Regions from separate parts of the Mus musculus genome. Here regions 2 and 3 are each linked to region 1. The links are chromatin contacts, called in public HiChIP or PLAC-seq maps. All regions are on one chromosome and are shown on one strand. The core of a region is the stretch at or near the end of the contact, and the rest is flanking DNA. Distances in the headings are between cores, read along the strand shown. Region 1 has its middle 34 kb from the start of Aldh8a1. Region 2 has its middle 48 kb from the start of Platr6. Region 3 has its middle 68 kb from the start of Platr6.

Region 1 (3,575 bases), core at 413-2,912:
CCTCTTCTCTTCCTTTCTCCCACCTGGAAGTCCTGCCTACTCGCCCAGTGATTGTTTCTTTATTCGTTAGAAGGATCATATGAAGTCCTGAGTATGTGATTCACTCCTCATCACAGGCAGCCCCTCTTGGGGAATCTGAATTAGCATCAAAATACAAACAGCACAAGGGCTACCCATAACACTCCCCCTTTCTGTCCAATTAAAAGACTCTTTTACCTCAGCCATAAATTGAGCACAACTATCACCATTCTGTAATGTATAAAGTACAAAATACACCGAACACCCAGTCCATCAATTTTGTCAATTAAATAGAACACTGTTGTCTATCCTAACTTAAAATAGGCTTATAAAGCCATGTTATAATCTGGTTTAGCCTGTATACTACCTGAAAACCATCTTCTCAAATATATTTTCTCAATGTTAATTGCCTAGGTTGGCTATGAGAATATAACTAGTCTTTCAACCCTGTCAGAAATCTGAGAGTGGCCCACATTATCTGAAAATATAGGAAGCCTAACACTGCTTCCAGAACTGAGACAAGTTGTAGAGGCAGCTGCCTACGTATACAGCCCCAGTAAGACAGGAAGTTGGAGAATCAGGACCCCTCTGAAGGGTTTAATCTAAGCAGCAGACAGAACCACAGGGTCTTGCAATGAGATCTGTTTTAACCTGTTGTTTGCACCTCAAGTTAGTATATTACCACTTAGGGTAGGAGCAGAAGGTTGTCTTCTCAAGCTTAAACTTTGCCATTATTTTTCTTGATCAAATTTTATACCCGACAAAGGCTATTTGTGTCCAGTGACACTGAGCTGGAAGTGCCAGCTGCTACACCAGAGTCATGGGTGTGTCTAAGCCCCACCCCACCTCAGCTACAAAACCTTAATGGTGTAACTAGTGGCAGATTAGAGCGGTCCGGGCCCATTTCCATTCTGTAGGCGGCATGAATGGCTATTCCCTGTCTCCTTCTGGTGTTTACCCTTTAGCCACGTGGCCTGCAGCCTGAACAATGTGGTAGTCTCCACCTAGCAAGTCAGCCACCCAAAACTGAGTGGTCCAAGTTTGTCATCCTTCCAGCAGTGATTCCTTTCATGGCTATAACACTCTCTGGTTTTACCACAAGCCTTCTCAGGATAACTTGGTCCCTGTGAAGTGAGTCACAGGGTTAGAATGACTCTCCTCCAAACAGGAAGGGGTTTGGGGGAGGCTGGGGACTCGTCCAACAGTGCACAGAAGAACTGGAGAATAACAGTTTCCAGGTCACTGTACTGGGTGCCCACCTGGCCTTTTCTTCTCATGACCATAAAGACCCATGCTTCCTATATTGATAATGGTTGACTCTGGCCACTCTGGATTTTAAACTTTTACTGAAGTAAAATATATTTGATACAAAACTTACCATCTTAAGTACACAGTTCTGTAACATTCATGTTGTATGACTATTGCAGCATTTTCCCAAAACACTGTCCTCATGCCCACTAAGACGCTGTTTCTCATAACACTATCTCCTCTCCTCTTCCTCCTTCCCTGCCTCATATTCTCCCTTCTCCTCTTCTTCTACCCACTCTAGGGATCCCCACTTCTATCTCCATGAACTGAGTGCTCTGCAAATTTCAGATACAACCCTGTGTTTTTGCACCTAGACCTTGGCGTTCTTTCAAGGCTTGCTGTGCTGTAGTGTGTGTCTGGACTCCAGTCCTGTTTACCAGGCTTAATAGGAAGTGCCCCCATTGTATCCGTAAAACTATTCTGCTCAGACATTTGCACTACACTCCTAACTCCCTCCGGGAGTCACCGCTTATACTGTCGTTTAAGGAACTGGCTCTCCTCTTTTCATAAAGTCTGGCAGCTTCTCTTCGCTGGAGTGAAAAACAATATGACAACAGAATAAAAATGAGACAGGATTTTTCAAACGCACACATGTGCACACATGGCTTGCCTGGGTCAAGTTGAGCAATAGTTTTGGCTACACTGGGATATTCTGTGTCTGATTCTTTCCCAAACCTGGTTTCCTAGCTTTCTCATGACCATGAGACTTTGGTGGTGTGACCATGAGACAATATTAGAATTGGAAACCCAAGAGTTCTATCATCCATCAAAGCTAAAGAGATGCCCTCTTTTATGACATCCATTTTTTTTTATGGATATGATGTTTTTCCTTTATAGAATGTGTGCTATGACAAGAGAGGGATGAAGCCGAACCTTTGAACCACCGCCAGGTCTGCTTCGGCTCCACCCATTGCATGCTGCCACCCGCATCCTTCTCCTCCTCTATTCTGCTCAGACATTTGTGCCGTGGGAGTGCAGGTGGAGACCATCTCTCCTGGAGACCTGCGCATCTTTCTGAAGCATAGCCAGAGGTGCACTACATGGGGATACTTGAAGATGGAAAGAACTTTGACTCCTCTCGGGACAGAAGCAACCTTTTAAGTTTACACTAGGTAAGCAGGAGGTGATCTGAAGTGGAAGAAGGGGTAGCCAGATGAGTGTGGGTCAGAAAGCCAAACGGATAGTGTCCTCAGACTATGACAATGAAGCCACCGGGCCCCCAGGCATCATCCTACCACATGCCATTCTTGGTTTTGATGTGGAGCTTCTAAAACTGGAATGACCGAAGTAGCCTCCTCCCTTAGCTCTGCATGCGGATCTGCCATGGAGGAATCTGGTACCTCCAGATGGGTGCACATGAATCTGTTGGGAGCTTTGCCTGACGTCACCACCCTTTATAGACACCTACCCGACTGAATGTGTTCTGTCACTTAAGCTTTGCTTAAGATACCTCCATGTCCTCTTCCCCCTTCTGTATGTGTGTTGTCCTAACCTATATGCCATAAACCTCAAGTTACTTTATTTGGGAGTGAAGACTCAGTTTCTGTCTTTCAGATCTAAGTTTCCAATGAAGTATATTGTCGTGTTAACAGCACAAGTGATGGGTTAATTTTAGAATATGAATTGGTGTTCTGGGGGGGGGTTTGCAAGAATTTTTATTTTATTTTAATTTTTTGGATGAAAATGTTATCTATTATATATTAAGACATTCTGTTACTGCGCTGCAAAGCCATAGCAGATTCAAGATGCTGTTGAGGGCTGGATTTTTCTCCCGTGAGGGAGGTCCTGTTAAACTGAAAGCCCTACCCAAACTGAGGTGGGAAGGGAGGGAGGGAGAGAGCCTTTGCTTCTGACAGTCCTCCCATCTTCTGAGACTAGCTGCCTTTTAAAGCAGGTCCCTTCACTGCTGTGTTGGACACTACAATATCTGTCCCTGGGACAGCAGGGACCTCTGAAGCCTTCTTTGTGACCTGGGTTACTTTGTTTTTCTTCCAATGGTTTTTCTAATAGATTTTCTGGACTTTTGTAATCATGTATCTATCCACGCTCCACTCCCTAAATTTAAGAATTTTGGTGGACAGTTTGAATTGAACGTGCTGTTTGTAGACTTACCACCCAACAGATGCCCAGCCACCATGACAAATCCTTGAGTGTTCTCTAAGAAAATGATGCTGGTCATCACAGCTTCAGCATCTCCTGGGTTTTGATGCTTGGGTCTTTGTTGATCTTGGCTTCCTGGCTTTTCCTCC
Region 2 (3,575 bases), core at 655-3,154, 400 kb before region 1:
GAAATGACTTCACATTCACTGTGTGTTGGATTTTTAGATGAATTCTTTGTTGTGCATATTCAGATATATTTCACTATTGCCAAAATGTTCATGACCCACCATCTCTTGACATGCTTTGGTACAGTGTCACGGTCCATGATTGAGGGCACTCAGATGTAAACAGGCTCAGAGGACTGGATCTCTTTGATAGACATAGACTTCCAGAGTATAAGGTATCCTTTTCAATCTACTACAGTTCTGTAATATTTCACTTTTAAAATTTTACATTATTATTATTATTGAGACAGGGATCTACTATGTAGCTCTGGCTGGCCTGGAACTTACTATCTAGAGCAGGCTGGTTTAGAACTCAGAGATTGCTCTGCCTCTGCCTCCTGAGTGTTACCTTTTGCCTGTGGGCAGTGTGTATCTGTGCAGGTATAAGGCTGTTACTGAGTGTCTTATCAAATCACTCTCCATCTTATTTTTTTAAAACGGGGTCTCTCACTGAAGCATGGATTGGCTAGGCTGATTGGCCATTGAGCTACTGGCATCCACCTGTCTCAGAGCCTCAACCCAGCACTAGGGTTACACGTGTGCGCTGCCACGTCGATGCAGTCTTCACATGGGTCCTGAGAATCCAGACTCAGGTGCTTTGCCAAGTGAGCCATGGTCCCAGGCCAAGGTCTGCTCTTTTAAGTTTAAGATAAAAACTTCTACTTTTTTTTTTGACCACTTACTTACTCTTCCTGAACCATTAAGACATGTGTAAAAGTCTGAAAGTAATACATACCCTTTTCTCAGACTCATGAGAATTAAAGCACAACATGCTAAAAACCATGTCCTGCACAGCCTTTCCTAAGGTTACTAACACAGGTCTTCAGGCCATCCTACATACCTGTTAGTATGAGCATCTTAGTCTAAGGCAAGTTTACACATTGAGATATGCCTATATCCTCTCACCCAGCAACTTTTCTGAATTGTTGACAATGTACGGGGCGTGCTAGGTGTTTATATTTAGACTAGAACACTCGTCTGATATCCTGAATGTTTTCATGGAACGCTGATCAACTCGGTGCTTGGTTTTAATAAAACAGCTATGATGTAGCCAAGGATAAAGGAACCAGCACCAGTAAGGATGTCTCAGCAACATCTGCAGTCTTGAAGGGAACAGTTGAAGACTGAGGGGTCCTGGGGATCCACTGCATTTCATTCTGAATAACAGAGCAATCTAGGGGTAAGGCACATTCAGTGAGTGTCAGTGAGGTAGCTAGTGTGATCTCTCTTTATCTGCACTCCAGCAGGGATGCCTACAGAGGCACATTGTAGAACCACGTGGAATTAGTCCCGAGATTCCATGGAGTGCGGCTATTCAGAGAACTGTATCTAGCTCTGAACGAATCCTGAAGTGTCCTGGGCCATTTGCTTTAACTGGCTGATGACTCCAGAGACTTGTACATTTCTAGTTCCATTCTTGGAAGCTTTTGGCATAAAATGTCTTTAGCTAAATTTAGCCTTTCCCACTTTAACCAAAGTCCAGTGGTTTTTGTTCATTGGTTTGTTCTGTTTTGTTTCTGTAATAGAGTGTGAAGAAAGCACACAGCTAACTTGTTTCCCCAGAGTTTCTCTGTGTTGCTCAGGATGTCCTGAAACTCACTCTGTAGACCAGGCTGGCCTTGAACTCAGAGATCCACCTGCCTCTGCCTCCTGAGTGCTAAGATTTAAAGCATGCACCACCACCACCTGGCCCCAGAACCTTAAGTGACATCTGGCATCACAAAAGTCCGGGGGTCTGCTCTGTGTTTCTCATCAGCACAGACAGGCCAGGCCTGGCCATTTATGAACTGGTCTGTGGGAAGAGGAAGAAAATAGCCTTGGTCAGACTACAGCTCCCATCCAAGGGAAAGACGCAGATCCATCACAATTACCACACTGCTTAACCCTAAGCAGCCAAAAATAGGAAGGAGACGTGGTAGTGTGTCTGCGAGACTGATACCACAAAGTGAGATTTAGCCTGACGTCACGACAACAAGCAAATAAAGGCAGCTCTGGGGCAAATTAAATTAATTGCACAAACACCAGGATGAGTCATTCAAATACCAGAAGGAATTTTGATCTTAAAATAACCTCTTTTTTTTTCACATTAAGTTTTCTTTTGACGGAGTAGGGTCAGACTAAAATTGCAGCGGTCTCCCTGTGTCACCTTAAGGAAAACTAAAGTTCACATGCTACTCCATATGCCTGTTGGTAGAAAGTAGTTTTATTCTCGAGTCACATTTCATATGATCATGAAGTAAACCGCTGACCCCAAAAGCTGATGCCGCTTTAGGAGAGGGTGAGGTTGGGGTGGTCTCTCTCAGTCTGTGTGTGTGAAGCTCTGTAATGGCTGCTCTCAGCCTTCCGTATGCTTCTACCCTTTAACACAGTTCCTCATGCTGTGGTGACCCCCAGCCATAGAATCATTTCCATTGACACTTCATAACTATAACCTGGCTACTGTTATGAGTCATGATGTACATATCTGATATGGGACCCAAAGGGTCAAGACCCACAGGTTGAGAAGCACTGCTCAAGAGAATGACCAGCCTGGGACAGAGGTGCAGGATACCAGTGTCGCCTTGCCCTTCCTTCTGAACCCAGGAGGCAGAACAACAATGCTAACAAAGAAGAATTGTGCCAACTGATGTGTTTATAAAAAGATAAAGAGGTATAAGACATGTTCTATTGGGGTGTGCCTCAGTGGGCACATACCAAGGCATCCCTTTGCCCTGAGAGACCAGCCATACGACAGTATAGTATAGAATAGAATTTATTCAGGGCATGGGGAGGGGAGCTAAGAGGGTAGTAGAGGCAGAGACAGGGAGAGGAAAGGAGGAAGGGGAGGGGGAGGTGGGAGGGGGAAGGGGAAAGGGAGAGAGAGAGGGAAAGGGAGGGAGAGGGGAGGGGAGGGGAGGGAAGGGGAGGGGAGGGGAGGGGAGAGAAGAGAAGAGAAGAGAAGAGAAGAGAAGAGAAGAGAAGAGAAGAGAAGAGAAGAGAAGAGAAGAGAAGAGAAGAGAAGAGAGGCTGACCATGGACACCTGGAGAGAGGGGGAAGGGAAGATCCTAACAGGGCAAGAGAGAAGCAAGAGGGAAGCAGAGTAAAAGGGGGAGGAAGGGGGCAAGCAGCCCCTTTTATAGTGGGTCAGGCACATCTGGCTGTTGCCAGGTAACTGTGGGGGGATGTTTAGACAGAAGGCTAACACCAACAGTAACTGAATTTGTAACATGAATATAGGGACAGAATTTTGTTTCTCATCCTAGAAAAGGCCCTAGGCCCTGTCCTTACATCAGCTTCACTGAGGCTAGCTTTGGCAGGAGCCCTAAGAAGCTGGTCCTTTGATTATCTCACCCTCTGTCACTCTCTCTTCTCCCTCCTCTCCACCCCCTCGGGACCTGTTCCTGTTTCCTCCTTTCTTCCAAGAGTCCTCTTTACTTGCTGGTATCAAGTTTACACTCAGGCGCTGACTGTCATCTTTCCTGGTATTTCCTTGGGAAGTCGAGGACTTGGGATAAAGAAAGTTTCTAGGTTAAACAGCACACACGGTGGCAGCTCCTCC
Region 3 (3,575 bases), core at 479-2,978, 380 kb before region 1:
ATTTAGAAAAGCTGGAGAACTCAGGAGTCTTTTTATCTTGAAAACTCAGATCGTGAAAGAGATTTTAAGATACAGTTGTTAAGGGCAGGGGTGGGGGTTGGGGGGGGGCAGCTGGAGCTGGCATCCAAACCTTTCTAAGATAATTAGCTGCCATTAGGAAGGAACATAAAAGTGAGTTTAAAAGATTCTTGCTTGCCTACTTTTCTCTCCTCTTCATTTTTTATTTCCGCTCCGTACAGTAAAAAGTTTCCACAGTAGTTAATCTTTGGGCACACCAAAGACCACAGCAATTGGCTTCTCTTAAGGCCTGTGAACCTTATGGCCATGTGGACCCTGTAAAAGGGGGAAGAGTGGAAAACTTAGGGATTCTGGACGATGCTTGGGGAGTTTTCTGAGGACAGGAAAGGACCGAATCCACAGATACACAAGCAGAAACAAATGAAGAAAATGCTTACTGCCCCTAAGGTATCAGCTTTCTCTGGGCACCAGCCGTGTTTTCTTCTCAGTATAAACAGGTGGAAAATATATGTGATTTTTTTTTTTAACATGGTCTTCCTTTAAGTCTTGCTTGATATCAGTTACATAATACTCTGTCTCCGGTATTATTAGGTAAAACGGTAGGATTGGAGACAGAATAAGGATTGGAATGGTAGCATTTGGACATTAGATATATTGCAGGACCTAGGGGTAGAGGTACATTTCTGGACTCCTCTGTCATGCTGCATCCACCATATGAGGTTGCCCATGGATGTGCAGCTGTATAGGATGGAGAAGTGGTCTAACTTGGGTGATAAAGGCAGCTGAAACCACAGAGCAGTCATCCCTTGTAGCACAGAGATTTTAACAGTGTTTTTCACAGAAGCTGCCCTCACTGGAGTGAGTCAGTCTCTATCCCTGCCTGCTACTTCCTTCCTGCCAGCCTAGAGCAACTCACCTCTGCCTCCGTTGCCTCATGTGTAGCATGGGAGTGAAGACACCTCGCATAGTAGTATGTAGTTGTGAGGTTTAACCAGGATGTGTGTTTATAGGACATAGGCAATGTCTGATGAATGGTATCGGTTTGCACATCCACAAATTATTTCATGTATATTGTACATGTATATCCACGTATACATATGTAGAATGAGTCTGTTGTCAATTTGAGCTATTCACAGTATATGGCAGAAGGATATTACATTTTTTGAAAGCAGATGTGAAAAAAATGCCATAGAGCAAGGAATTCCCACTGTTTCCAGTTTCCAGGTCTGTGGTTCAATATGATACAAGTGTTTCTATTTACCCTTTAATGATACATCTTTGTGGTGGCTATGTATAAACAAGTATCCACCTCCCAAAACCTTCTCAAAGACTGACTACTGAGCATAGGGGGTCCAAAAAAAAAATCCAAGTATAGGATCTGCCCCTCACCAGGGTCATCCTTGCTCTCTGCGTGGTCTCTGTTTGTTTTGGTGTCACCAAGACAAAGTCCTGAGTCAGACTGGATGGAATTCCTTAACTGGAACTCAGCTTAGACTAATTGGGTAGTGTTCTGACTTAGAAAACACATTGTTCGTGATTCTGCTGTTGGTTTCCAAGGGAGTCCCAGGAAGGGACTAAGGCTCATAAACATGACTAGTTGGTGCTCGTGATTCATGTAGTCAAACCGGGAAGGAAGATCTGAAGGCAAGCAAGCCTCCAGAGGTCTCAGCCATCGCAGTTGCCCCTGGCATGCAGATCATTTCATCCTGCTGACTCATAGCCCTGTGGAACTTTCAGGGCTCTGTTGCCGTTTGACTGCCGTGCCTCCCACTGTCCCAGAGCTTGCCAGTCATCCCGCTTCCAGCTCAGTTTATCAGCCTATAACTAATGAGTGTAAATATTGACTTACGGCTGTGTGGTAGTGTGATCCCTCGGCCATGTAAAATGATACACTTAAGAAGCACGCAGAAAATATTGTCAGGTTCCAGCCCTTGAACGAGGCAGTGTGCAAGGAAGGGGACGAGTGTGGACGAACAGCACAGGTTAAGAGCACCTGCCACCTGAACCAGCTGCTCCGTTAAGAGAGTTGTTTTCAAAGGCAGAAGACAGGAGTCTAAGTTGCTTCAGTGTCTATTGGCCCATCCAGGCATGCAGGGAAATGGTTATGTGACCTGCTTTTGGAGTGTCCCTGAGTGTGCTGTGTGCGGCGGTGGCAGCTGTTTGTCACTGATGGATGGGCTATCCCCCGCCTCCTGTGCTTCAATGTCCTCACCTGAATGAGGACTGATGATTGTCAAGGCCAAATAACATGCTCAAGGGACTTCTGGGGTGGATAGCGCTCACCACTTGAGGGTAATGAGCAGACATGCACCTGATAGGGCAGATTTGGAGGCAAGTTTTCTGACTGATCTCCCAATCTTTTCAGAAGTCGCTTTGTTTTAATTTTCTCAATCCCCTAGAGACTGGAGTTTGAGTTTCTATTGTCTTCCCCTCCCCGCACCCTACCCCCACGCCCAGAATCTGGAAGCTCACACAGCCTCACATACTGTGAGAAAACCTGATTTGAGGAACAGGTTTCTTAAGAGTTTTCTTCTCTGAAGCATTTTTGAAATTAAAAGTAATAATCTTTCCCCCAACAGAAACAAGGTTGTGCATGGAGAGTCCTTCCCCAGGCTGAGCCAGCTGGATTGAGGTGTTTAGGAGCCCATGTGGGGAGGCCCAGCCCATGTGCTTTTCCACTCCTCCCTCGCTGTGGATGCTACTCCGGGCTCAGACGCCCACCCATGTCTTATGCTCGGAGGCCTGCAGTTCCCTTCTCTTTGGGGGTGACCCTGACTGTGACTGGCTTAGGATGCCTGGTACCTGGACACTCCCCTCCCCATCCCATAGCTCCTCCACCATGCTTGCCTTGGCTCCCTTGGTCCTCCTACCTCGCACACCACACACAGGCGCCCACAGGGCTTTCTCTGCCTCCCTCTCCCCTCTTTCTGCAGCAGACTCAGCGCTGCCTCATGATCTTCCTTTTTATGCATTTGTCATACCGATTAGGAGCAACTGGGGAGTAGCCCAACTTCTCCACCAGCCTATTAGTTAGAGACGTTAGATTTACCTGGATGTATAATTTTGTCCTCACTATGTAGGGCAGTTCTTGTGGCTATCTACTCTTAGTCACCTACATATTGATTTGTCTTAACACATCGCTGCCAAGGGTAACTAAGTATAAACAATAACAACATGGTAACAATAACGGATTTTTCATTGGTGTTGATTTTGGTTCTTTGAGACCTTCTTTCACTGTCTGTGCAGACCAGATGGAGATCCCCCTGCGTCTGGAATTCTGGGGATTATAGGCATGTGCTACCACATCCAGCGAACAATGAACATTGTAAGTTGCTAGTTACAATTTTCTAAATTCATTCTCTCTCCTTCCCCTTCCCCTTTCCCTTCCCTCTCCCCTCACCACAACATGGACTGAAGTCTAAATCTCAGTGGGGCCACTTTGCAAAGTCTTGTGTGAGCATGGCCAAATGAATACATAGAGACACTGGCTGAGTTCTTCAGGAAAGCCAAAGTGTGTAAGTTACCTCTCTCTCTCTCTCTCTCTAATAGAAGAAGGA

The links. HiChIP or PLAC-seq counts read pairs in DNA pulled down with a chosen protein or histone mark.
Region 2: a contact with region 1 is called in a FOXA1 HiChIP or PLAC-seq map of pancreatic cancer cells. The contact joins two enhancer-like sites. A contact is called at or near these places in 3 of 39 promoter capture datasets (the C10 cell line, cranial neural crest and neural stem cells), 1 of 15 datasets of contacts at CTCF or cohesin (the NIH/3T3 cell line) and 1 of 115 datasets of contacts at active chromatin or transcription factors (pancreatic cancer cells).
Region 3: an H3K27ac HiChIP or PLAC-seq map of the NIH/3T3 cell line shows a contact between it and region 1, with 4 times the contacts expected there. The contact joins two enhancer-like sites. A contact is called at or near these places in 1 of 39 promoter capture datasets (cranial neural crest) and 2 of 115 datasets of contacts at active chromatin or transcription factors (the NIH/3T3 cell line and microglia).

The regions. Positions count from the first base shown.
Region 1 is chr10:21,409,293-21,412,867 of GRCm38.p6, reverse strand. It overlaps the pseudogene Fkbp1a-ps2. Among named protein-coding and RNA genes, the nearest start is that of Aldh8a1, 34 kb to the right of the region's middle. Within about 2 kb of position 1,662, at least 32 of the 459 cell types and tissues checked have an H3K27ac peak or open chromatin away from gene starts, as enhancers often do. A contact at or near this core is called in the NIH/3T3 cell line and pancreatic cancer cells, where this site is marked.
Region 2 is chr10:21,808,095-21,811,669 of GRCm38.p6, reverse strand. No RefSeq gene overlaps it. Among named protein-coding and RNA genes, the nearest start is that of Platr6, 48 kb to the left of the region's middle. Within about 2 kb of position 1,904, at least 9 of the 459 cell types and tissues checked have an H3K27ac peak or open chromatin away from gene starts, as enhancers often do. A contact at or near this core is called in pancreatic cancer cells, where this site is marked.
Region 3 is chr10:21,788,479-21,792,053 of GRCm38.p6, reverse strand. No RefSeq gene overlaps it. Among named protein-coding and RNA genes, the nearest start is that of Platr6, 68 kb to the left of the region's middle. Within about 2 kb of position 1,728, at least 115 of the 459 cell types and tissues checked have an H3K27ac peak or open chromatin away from gene starts, as enhancers often do. A contact at or near this core is called in the NIH/3T3 cell line, where this site is marked.